2 separate regions of the Sus scrofa genome follow, and region 2 is linked to region 1. A link is a contact called in public Hi-C data. All regions are on one chromosome and are shown on one strand. The core of a region is the stretch at or near the end of the contact, and the rest is flanking DNA. Distances in the headings are between cores, read along the strand shown. Region 1 holds the start of CDC42BPA (serine/threonine-protein kinase MRCK alpha). Region 2 has its middle 45 kb from the start of AHCTF1.

Region 1 (5,623 bases), core at 1,965-4,464:
AACCCACTGAGTGAGGTCAGGGATCAAACCTGCAACCTCGTGGTTCCTAGTCAGATTCGTTTCCGCTGTGCCATGACGGGAACTCCCTGCTGATCTTTCAGACCTCTCTTATTTAGTGATTAGAACCATGACTCTGGAATGAGACAGGCCTGGTGTAGATCTCTAGCTCCTGCATCACTTGCTAGCTTTTCTGTCATTCCCAAGTTATACAAGATATCTCTAAAGGTGTTTCAAAGATATGGAAATGATATCTTATCAAAGATGTGGAAATGAACTTATCAAAGATGTGGAAATGATACTTATCAAAGATGTGGAAATGATACTCTATTTCATGTGGTTATAATGATTGAATTGAATAATATGCTCAAAGTACTCTGGAAGGTATTTTACACATTGTGAGTTCTGTAAAAGAGGCAATTATTAATTACAATGTCTCCCTCCTCCTTTTTTAAATAAGCCTTTGCAGTTGGTATTACTCATATCAGGAGGCACACATGAAGTGAGGACAAGCATTTGCTGGTGTTTTATCCTCAGAGGGTGCTATGCCAAGTCCATCAATTGCAGGGTCGGGATGTATCAGCTGGGCTGAAAGGGGATGGAGTGAAATGTTTGTGTGTTACTATACGTGAAACTCTGCTGTGACTCTCATCTGCTTTGGACCCTGTTCAATATTGAACTGATACTTATTCTGGGGTAAGATAGAGCAAGGTAAGAGTGGGCTGGTTGTTATCAATATTAACTGACGGATTAATTCTGCTCTTAGGCCAGAACTGGAGGCTTCCTTGGACCAGGCTTAAAGACTCTTGCCTTAATCTTTTCACTCTCTTATCTCTCTGTCCTTTCCTGCCCTGTTTCCTTTCTGAAAGGTCAAAATAATTCCCAGCAACTTCCTAAAACTTTTTCTGATTATTTCAAACACACTGTGCTTGCAGTGGTATACATCAAGTCTCTGGGCCCCCCAGCAAAATTTCACAAAAGAGACCTCCTCGAGGCTCTTTATGCAAAGAACACCCTGCCATGCAGCCTGTAGCACTCATGTTTTGCAGAAGCACTTCAAGCACTGTGGGGCTGCTGGGGCTGCGCCTTTCTTTGGCTTGAGACCGGTTTCATTAACAAGCATGTTCACACTTCAACCGGAACATTTAAAATAACACCCACACAATGTGTTTAGTGTCTAGTTAATTATTAAGTCTCTGAGCTTGAATTATTCAAGCAAAATTGATTGGGTTCAACCTTCCTACTTCTCTTTGTGCCTTTTTTTTTTTTTTTGAAATAAAGTAAGTTCTCCCTTTACTGTCTAAATAATGTGGAAAAGGTTATTAAGCAACCATCAATACCCTAGACTGTGGGTGGCTCCTGAGTGCTAACAGCATAGGTGGCAAGGACCAGCAGCGTGACTCTTTTGTTAACGTATCTGTATCTCATATATATTCACTGTTAATTAGCATTTATTGTGATCTAATATGGCTTAGGTTCTCTCTTAAACTCTTCTTTAGAGTTATTTACACGTTGGACAAGTAGGTATCTTGGAGCCAGCTCTGTGGTGTCAAAGCAGAGAAATCGCTTCTTTCTTTGTTACCCGACCTCATGGTCAAGTGAAAGGGTAAAAGCATTTTGGCTTCACTGTTAAAAACCATGCTGTTGAAGAATAAGGGCTGACCAGAAAACAGGCTCATTATATATTAAGTGAAAACAGGAGGCTCTAAAACTGTCTTTTATTGTGTAACACTTTTATTAAAATTCATAGGAAAAAGACTTTAATAAACACCAAAATATCATGTGTGTTAGGATTAAACTTTTTGCTTTTCTACTACTTTTGTAACTAGCCAACACACACATGTAAAGATGTTCTGCCTAGAAATGATCCATCTTTTGTCTGAGGCTATGTAAATATCTCTCTTGTGTTAAGAGCTTGTTGGAAAAAGAATGCTGTGCATTTAAGCCACACCAAGTGTAGATTTCACAAAAGATTCACAATGTTTTGTGAATGACAGCAATTTGAATAATTAATGTTAGGTTTTATTTTTAGACTTCTAGACCCTGATTTCTAGTTCTTCTTCAGCTTCCCTATGGGCAATTGTGGGCATGAACATAGTAAACCTAACTGCCTCACGGGTGTAGGAAAGGAATATAAAATAAATGTATTTTGGACAAAAATTATGGAGGAGATGGCAGTTTTGAGAAGGAAATGACAGATATGCAGTGACCCAGTTTAAGGATACATTTAAATGTGGGCTCTTCCATGAAAAATTTGTAGAGCGTTCTCTCCTAAAATCGAGATTCAAAAAACCTGGAAGGTCCTAATTGCATCAGGAACTGTACCTGATGAATGACCTGCCTTTGCTGCCGGGTTTCTGTGCTGTGCCGTGGGGTTACGTGCGCGCCCACGAACAGGGGATGGAGATTTGACGATAGGGGACTATCTGACTCCCCTTCATTGGCTGAATGCCTCGTAGGTGGTAACCTTCGCTGGGAATAAACAGGCAGCCGCTAGAATAGTTGTGGAGAGAAAACACTGTGCTCTACAGAGGGAAACTTTTGGGAACAGACTAGGGAATTCTACTCTCGCGCACACACTCAGGACTTGGAGGGTAGCGCATACAAGTCTGTCATTGTATTTGTCCTGGGTAATGACACAAGAGGTGGTGCAATTAGACACCAAGGAAATCATTACTTCGGAATGCTTGCGAACTGAATTTGGGGGGCGAGAGGTGAGCAGGTAGAGATGGTGAGAAAGACACGGTCTTTTACGGAGGTGTTGAAAGCCTTATGCTGTCAGCTTCTGCGTCCCCTTAGCAAACGCGCCAGTCAGGTGGTGCCTCCGAGGACCAGGAGGAAGCCCCGCTTCGCGATCCGTACGAACCAGAAGCCTCGAGGAACCGGGAGCAGCAGCGCGGCGGTGGCGCAGTTCCCAGCCCGCGCCCGGGTCCTCCCGCCTCCAGACCGTCCGCTCCCGCCGCCGCCGCCGCCGCCGCGGCCTCGCTAGTCCTCCCGTATCCCTGCATTCCACGTTGCGGCTGCCGCAGCCTGGGCTGCCGAGGCGTCCCCACCCTCCCCTCGGGGTGGTGCAGGCGCCCGCGCCCCCGCCCCCACCCGCCCAGGGCCTGGGCTCGGCTCTGCGCGGCCGCAGGACCGGACCCCGCCGCGCCGGCTGGGCTCGGGCGGGGGCGGGGCGGGGAGAGGGCGTGTGCGCGCGTGTCGGGGGAGGGGGCGGGGGCCGCCATATTGGATCCGGACTCGTCGGCGAACCTCCGCCTGCGCGCGGCGGGCCTGGAGCAGCCTCGCGGAGCCCAGGGCGCGAGCGCGAGAGGACGGGGAAGGCGGGGGAGGGGTGGAGGGAAAGGAAGGGAGTGGCTGCGAGCCGGGCTGCGGCAGCCCCTGGTCTCCTTACCAGCGGCACCAACCCCTCCTCCGGCGCCTCGGCCGCTTCCCTCCTTGCCGGGGAAAGATGCCCTTAACCCCGGGGTGTGAAGAAGGAGGAGAACTAGCTGCCGGAGCCGCCCGCGCCCTCGCCGCCGCAGCTGCTGCCGTCCGCGTCCTCTGAATCCAGAAAAGCACCTCCTCGCCCGGGCGTCGGGAGCGTCGGCGGGCGGGCGGCCGCGGTGCTGGTGAGGGGGAGACCGGGCTCTCCGCCCGGCGCGGCCCAGGCCGGCGGCCCAGCGACCACCGACATGGAGCGGGCTCGGGCGGCCGAGTAGCCGCCGCTCCCGGAGCCGGGGGCGAGTGCCGCCCGCAGCCAGTCAGGCCCCTGGGAGAAGCGGGGAGAAAAATGAAGAGTTTTCATCGTAATCCGTTGGAAATGGGACTAACTGCAAAGCCTTAGGAAGAAGGAGCTCAGGAGGAGAAAGGAAAAGCCTCCTCCGGGGAAGACTTGGCGTGCTCCGAGCCCAGGGCTGCTTCTGGGACCTCGCCACCTCCCTTTCCCGCTGGAGAAATTGCCGCTGAGGCGTTATCCCAGTGGTGGTTGGGAGGATTTGCAGCAGAATTTTTGGTTTTCCCTCCCCCTTATATACATTCTGGTTTTTTCCTCCCTTTTCGGTTTTCCTTCTGCCTGGGAAGTGAATTGCTGATGCAGATCGGACTTAATTCATTAATGATGCAACCGGATTCGTTTCAGGATTATGTTGCACGAGTTGAATTTTGAATGAAGGAGAAGAGTTTTTTTCTTTTTTCTTTTTTTCCCTTTTTTAATAAGAAGTGTTGACTCTTTGGTTCGCTGTACTTTTTAATTATTTTATTTAAATATACGACTTAATTGTATTATTCTTTGAAAAATGTATTAAATATCTATTTTATGATAACTTTCCCTCAAGATATATGTATATGTGCGAAATTGAAGACGCTTCAGTTAAGTGAGGTTCCTGGTGGGTTGGATGTTGCATTCAGCCCCGGCACTGCATGACAGTTGTTTGAATAACAAGTGGTTTATTTTTAAAACCACAGCTTTTACAATTTAGGATCAGATAATCATAGTCAAAGTCGTTCTAGTTATTGCAAGAAAACCCAGCCGAAATTGAAGCAAACATGTCTGGAGAAGTGCGTTTGAGGCAGTTGGAGCAGTTTATTTTGGATGGGCCGGCTCAGACCAATGGGCAGTGCTTCAGTGTGGAAACGTTACTGGATATCCTCATCTGCCTTTATGATGAATGCAATAATTCTCCACTGAGAAGAGAGAAGAACATTCTTGAATACCTAGAATGGGGTAAGTGTATTTAAAATAAAACCTCTTTAGCTGGGCATAAAGATTTAATTGTTGTAGGGAGTTATCATGATAAACTCTACTCTGTAATGACTATATTAATATATATATTTGGTATGTTAAGTATATTTAATAATAATAGCATATATATTAAATCAGTATATATGCTATATGGTATATATTATGTATTTAAATGTATATGCAATAAAAGAATAGGCAGCAAGTATTCAAGGTTTTTTTTTCCTTCTGGTTTTTGGTAAATATTTTCCCAAGAGTAAAACATGCCACTTTAGTTGTTGCCTTGATTTAATGAGGAACTTGTGAGGAAGGACTGTGGTTTTTGGTCAGCAGCAAGAGATTTTGAATAATTCTGTGATGGGCAAAAATGGATTGTTGCTCACGGCTGTCTGATGCATGGCAGTATATAACAGGCGTTCAATTGGAAGGTATTTATTGGTGGAAACATTCCTTGCCAGGCTTCGGAAAATGAGGGAGATATTAAAATATCTTAGGTCAACAGAAACTTGAAGGTGGTCGTCAGTGGGTTTTATTACATTTTGATATAGTACAAGCAAAGGAAATTACTAAACATGGACTTACCAAAAATTGTCATGCTTGTAAGATGACATAAATAGTTTAAAATTTTTGTGTTAGTAGTTGGTAGAGAATGTTTGGGAGCAGCTCCTGCCTGCCTGTGAGTTAGGATTTACTCACAATTTAGTTGAAACCTAACCTGGTTAAATTTCGAGTTTTCTTTTTCCTAAGTATAGGTGTGATGTAGAAGATCTAGGTAGGGATGTAGATCAATGAAGAGAGCAAATGCTGCAGGTGACCTTCAAGCTTGGAAGCTTAAGTTCTTCCGCTTCCAGTGTTCCATGTGAGCAAGTTCCAGCATCCACCAATTCTCTGGGGAAAGATTATACA
Region 2 (5,623 bases), core at 1,596-4,095, 56 kb before region 1:
CATAAGAAAATCTGGGAGTTCCCATTGTGGTGCAGCGGAAACAAATCTGACTAGGAACCATAAGGTTGTGGGTTCAATCCCTGGCCTCACTCAGTGGGTTAAGGATCTGGCATTGCCCTGAGCTGTGGTGTAGGTTGCAGACGCAGCTTGGATCTGGCGGTGCTGTGGCTGTGACGTAGGCCGGCAGCTGTTGCTCCCGACCCTAGCCTGGGAACCTCCATAGGCCAAGGGGTGGGGCCCTAAAGAAAAGGCAAAAAAAAAAAAAAAAATCTGTTCTCCAAAATAAGATCTTAGGAGCTCCCACTGTGGTGCAACAGGATGGGCAGCATCTTGGGAGCAGTAGGATACAGGTTTGCTCCCTGGTCCAATACAGTGGGTTAAACAGCTGGGTTTTCCAGTGCTGTATAGCAGCAGTGCTGCTACTGAGGCTTAGTTCACAGCTGCAACTCTGATCTGATCCCTGGCCCTGGGAGCTCCATATGCTGCCAGCAGCCAAAAAATTAAAAATTAAAAAATTGAAAATATAAAATAAAAAATAAAAGACAATCTTAGCTTTGGCTCCTTCTGTGAGTTGAAAGAATTTTAGGAAGAGAAAGAAAGGAAAGAAATGTATCTGTTTCTCACATCTGATGATGAAAAATCCAAATACTATAACCTGAAAAGGAAAAATAAACATAGTTCATGAAATCCTGTGGCAAAAAGAATGAAAATGTTCTTTAAAAAAAAAAAAAAAAAAAAACCCACAGAACTGTATTCTCTGTAGGTTTAGTGGCACCCTGGCCAAAATCTGCTTTCTGGAAACTTTTCTCTAGACCTGGCTCTCACCAACAGCCTTGGCTGCGAGAGAAAGGCTTGGAAGCCTGTGGTTTGGAATGTGTGAATGTTGAAATCAAACATCGTTCTCTTTTCTCTATAACAACAACAAGCCTCTGGTTTTGGTTACCTGCATTCTGGGTTTTCCGGTGCTGCGTTGTTTCTTGCTCTTACAGGTTAGAATTATTGAGAGGATTTTTTTTTTTTTTTTTTTTTTTTTTTACTTTTTAGGGTCACACCTGTGGCATTTCGAGGTTCCCAGGCTAGGGGTCAAACTGGAGCTGCAGCTGCCGGCCAATGCCACAGCCACCGCCACGCCAGATCCCAGCAGCATCTGTGACCTACCCTGCAGCAGCTCACGGCAATGCCAAATTGTAAACCCGCTGAGCAAGGCCAGGGATCGAACCTGCATCCTCACGGATTCAGGTTGGATTCATTTCTGCTGTGCCACAATGGGAACTCCCGCACTGAGCACTTATGATGAGCTAGGCGTTGAGTGTTCAATGAACATTATAGACATGATCCTTGCACTCAGAGACCTTACAGGCTAATGCGGGAGATACACATGAAATAGGCAAAGCGAGCAATTTTCAGAATTATGTGTGGTGAAGAGCCTAAAACAACTTGTGTGGCCAGAGGTAGTAATTTGAGGAGGATAACGGAAGGAGAAGAGATTGGAGAATTAAACTGAAATCTCATCCTTTTTGGCCCTGTACACCATGTAAGGATGTTTTATTTTCTATTAAATGCAATGGAAAACCAATGAAGGCTTTAAAGCACGTTTAAAAGTTCTCTCTGCCCTTGTGCGAAGCACAGGAAGAAGGAGCAAGAGACAAGGAGTGGATAGAGCTTAGGAGCTCAGTTGCAATTGTCCGTTCCGGATGGTGGGTGCTTAGAGACAGAGAGAGTCAGACAGATTTGAGAAATCTTTTCAAAGTGGTTTCAGTAGTATCGTGATAAGAGGTTGGCTGTTATGAGCAAAGGGGAGGGAGCTTGCAAAGAGGCCCCCAGGTTCGTGGTTTTAGCAAATGGATAGGTAGCGGTTTTATTTATTTTGACAAGGAAGGTGGGAGGAGGAGGATGATCAGGCATTGGGTTTGGGGACAGGTTACATCTGAGCTGCCTCTGAGATAGCTGAGTTGGCAGTTGGATATCAAATCTAGAGCTCAAGAAAAAAGGTCTGGGAGTTCCCGTCGTGGCGCAGTGGTTAACGAATCCGACTAGGAACCATGAGGTTGTGGGTTCGATCCCTGCCCTTGCTCAGTGGGTTAACGATCCGGCGTTGCCGTGAGCTGTGGTGTAGGTTGCAGACGCGGCTCGGATCCTGCGTTGCTGTGGCTCTGGCGTAGGCCAGTGGCTACAGCACCGATTCAACCCCTAGCCTGGGAACCTCCATATGCCGCGGGAGCGGTCCAAGAAATAGCAACAACAACAACAACAACAAAGACCAAAAAGACCAAAAAAGACAAAAAAAAAAAAAAAAAAAAAAAAAGAAAAAAGAAAAAAGGTCTGGCCTGGAGATAAAAAGTATGAGAGTAAATAGGAGTTCCTGTCATGGCGCAATGGAAATGACTGCAACTAGCATCCATGAGGATGCGGGTTTGATCCCTGGCCTGGCTCAGTGGGTTGAGGATCTGGGTTGCTGTGAGCTGTGGTATAGGTTGTAGACGTGGCTTGGATCCCAAGTGGCTGTGGCTGTGGTGGAGGCCGAGGCTGCAGCTTTAATTCAACCCCTAGCCTGGGAAGCTCCATATGCTGCGGGTGTGGTCCTAAAAAGACCAAAAAAAAAGAAAAAGAAAAAAGAAAAAGGCAAAAAATAAAAATAAAAAATATGAGCGTTAACAGCATTTTAACTGTTATGTAAATATGTGATGTGTAAAGCCATAGGACCAGGTAATGAGATCACTGTCGGGGGTTGGGGGGGTGGCAGGGATGTAGAGAGAGATGAGCCATCAGCTCCAGAAGGGTGCTGAGTGTCTCTAATAATAGAAGCCGAGGAGGAGAAGAAGAGCTGCCAGTGAGACTCACTTTCACCTACGTTTAGGAGCGAGGAGGGGACAGCATGGTTGGCAGAAAAGCCAAGAGGAGAGTGTCTCAGTAATGGTGCAAGCAGCTTTGTTGGATGCCAAATGCTGCTGGGAGGTCAAGTTGAGGTTTGGAAAGCAGCTATTGGATTTGGCATTATCACCATGGTGGTGCGCAAGCTGAGCCCCAACCACCCAGAAAACCTACTGTGGGCACCGCCTTCCAGTTCTGTGTTTTGCGATGACACATTGAGAGTCTGAAGTCAGCCAAGCTGGGAGCATTTACAACGCGGAAGCTGACAAACACTACGATATTCTTTTCCCCTGGGGAGCCAGTTGTTAAACCTGGACCAGGGTGCCACCGGCAATGTGATGTCATTTATAATCCAATGAAGGGGAAAACAGCCTTCTTGGCTCTTTCTGGTCCCATCAGAAAGTTTTGGGAACATTTTTCGTGGAAATGAATTCTCTTCAAAGAAACCAGCTGAGTGTCTGAACGGCCTTTGAAGTGGGCGTTTACTTTTGCCACAGGACTCATTACAGTCTTAGCCTTTTAGTCACTAACCTTCACAAATGTGATGCAGACCGACAGGAAAAGAATTCAGTGTGGTCATATGAAGAATTCCTTCCAACTCTGAGATGCTATAATTCTGCAAGAAATTCCAGGAAGCATAGCAGTAAACCACATTTCGTTGACTCTTGGATTTATTTACTTGGTAAAAATAATCATTAGAAGACTCCAGAATTCAGGGGCTAGGAGATAATAGTCCCCCATCTTTCTTTTTCGTTAAAAAAGAATCTTGGTATTCTATGAAAATGTAGATAAGGAAATTAACTGGAAGGTAGAAAGTTTGATATTTTCAATATCATGACAACTGATTTAGATTGTTAGATAATCAGGCTAATTATTAGATAGTCAGATGTTAAGATAAAATTATGTAGAGAACCATACTTCTGACATTATTTTCATTCTAGACATGTAGCCACAGACTAGATCCTTTTCGCGTCTAAGAGGGAACCAAAGACCGAACTGAATGCGTTGCAGAGCCTTGGATTCACCCAAGAAGTCAGCCTGCGAACTGAGTCCAGGCAGCTCTGAAAGCCTGTTCTTTGACACAGCTTTACTCCAAACACATACCAACGACAGAGGAAATTTATCAAGCTTTACAAACTAAATAAACACTTCTGTGGCCCAGAATTGGGCCAGAAATACAAAGCTCATGCTGAGCAGAAGCCACAAGCTTAGCAGGCCCTAGGTCTGGAACCAGGCAATGTTAGCTGGAGTTTGGCTCTTCCAAGGTCCATTAAAATAAAAGAGTTCCCTGCTGAGATGGGAGACCAAAGCCAGGTTCACTGTTTGAAGCCCGAGGCAGAGGCAGGCTCCTCCTAGGCCTGAAAAGAGGGTGCAAAGAAGTTATTTCTGCCCGAGGCTACAGCTTTTAGCAAATTGTGGACTTAGAGGAGAGAGAGGACTCAGGTATAACTTTGGAAAGGGAGCAGTCCATTGCCTGGCTGGGTGCCTGGATCTGTGCTTCCTCAGTCCCTGGGGGCTGGATCTCTGAAGCTCTGTTAGTAGATCTAGGTCTGAATTAGAGTCCGCGGCACCAAGTGCAGAATGAGGGCAACCACACAACCAACCAGACGAAGGAGAAAGCACGCTGGGAGTAGAGGAAAGAAGAGAAAGAGAGACGGAGACAGAGGGAAGGCAAGCTTGTCTCAAAATGAGCCCTTCCACCAAAATCCAGTTCTGAGAAAGCCTAGCAAACAAAAACAATACGAACTCATTACTGTTGAAACTAACTTTATGGAACCATCTGAGAAAAAGTTTCAATTTGTTTAAACCCTTCCCACGGAGTTCCCATCATGGTTCAGCGGAAACGTGCATGTCTAGGGTCCACGAGGATGTGGGTTCAATCCCTGGCCTCGCTCAGTGGATTAAGGATCCAGCGTAGCCGTGAGCTGCCATGCAGGTAGCAGATGCGGCTCGGATCCTGCGTGGCTGTGGCTGTGGTGTAGGCTGGCAGCTGTAGCTTTGATTTGCCCCCTAGCCTGGGAACTTCCATGTGCTGCAGGTGTAGCCCTAAAAAGAGAAAAAGAAGAAAAAAAGAGATCGAGAGGGGAAAGAAAATTGTTTAGAATGCTCAGAGAGATATATGAAGGAATAACTTCCATTTAAAAAAGAGCAAGACATTATGAGAAAAATGCCAGCATAAATGAAATCAGAGTGGATGGAGACTGAAAGGAACTAGAAACCTTAGAAATGAAGAATCCGAGTTGTTAAAATAAAAATCCAACAGATAAGATAAGCTCTAGACTGGGAATGGTGAAAAAGCAAGTGAATGAGTTGAAGGCTGAGGATTTCACCCAGGAAACAGGACAGAGAAAAAGATGTTTTTTAAAAAATATGAGAGAGCAATTAAGAGACAGAGAGGATTAATCAAGAGCTTTCAATATAATGTCTACGAGGAGTTCCAGAAAATGAGGATCAAGTGAATTGTGGCGAAGCCCTGTCTGAAGAGATAACAGCTAAGAATTTTCCATGGTTAGAGAAAGAGGTGCCATCTCAGGCTGAAGAGTCATATAAAGTGCCAAGCAGGATAAACATAAATCCACACATCTTAGTGAAACTCTGTGACATCAGAGATTAATAGAGAACTTAAAAATTACTAGCGAGTATACATGTAAGGATAACTTGATCCCCTTCCTGTATAGTGGGAAAAAATAAATTTAAAAAATTATTAGTGAGGAAAGACATATCACCTTCATAGGAATGAGAATTTGACTGA

What was found. Hi-C and Micro-C count contacts between places; a contact is called where the count stands out from the background.
Region 2: a Hi-C map of embryonic fibroblasts shows a contact between it and region 1, with 2.0 times the contacts expected there. The contact joins the enhancer-like site here to the promoter of CDC42BPA in region 1. A contact is called at or near these places in 1 of 5 promoter capture datasets (liver), 10 of 47 Hi-C or Micro-C datasets (adipocytes, alveolar macrophages, embryonic fibroblasts and 6 more) and 2 of 2 datasets of contacts at active chromatin or transcription factors (alveolar macrophages and skeletal muscle).

The regions. Positions count from the first base shown.
Region 1 is chr10:14,938,579-14,944,201 of Sscrofa11.1, reverse strand. It overlaps CDC42BPA (serine/threonine-protein kinase MRCK alpha), which reads left to right and starts at 3,214. Exons shown (of 40, transcript XR_002336229.1): 1 at 3,214-4,702.
Region 2 is chr10:14,994,058-14,999,680 of Sscrofa11.1, reverse strand. No RefSeq gene overlaps it. Among named protein-coding and RNA genes, the nearest start is that of AHCTF1, 45 kb to the left of the region's middle. Within about 2 kb of position 2,845, at least 15 of the 83 cell types and tissues checked have an H3K27ac peak or open chromatin away from gene starts, as enhancers often do. A contact at or near this core is called in embryonic fibroblasts, where this site is marked.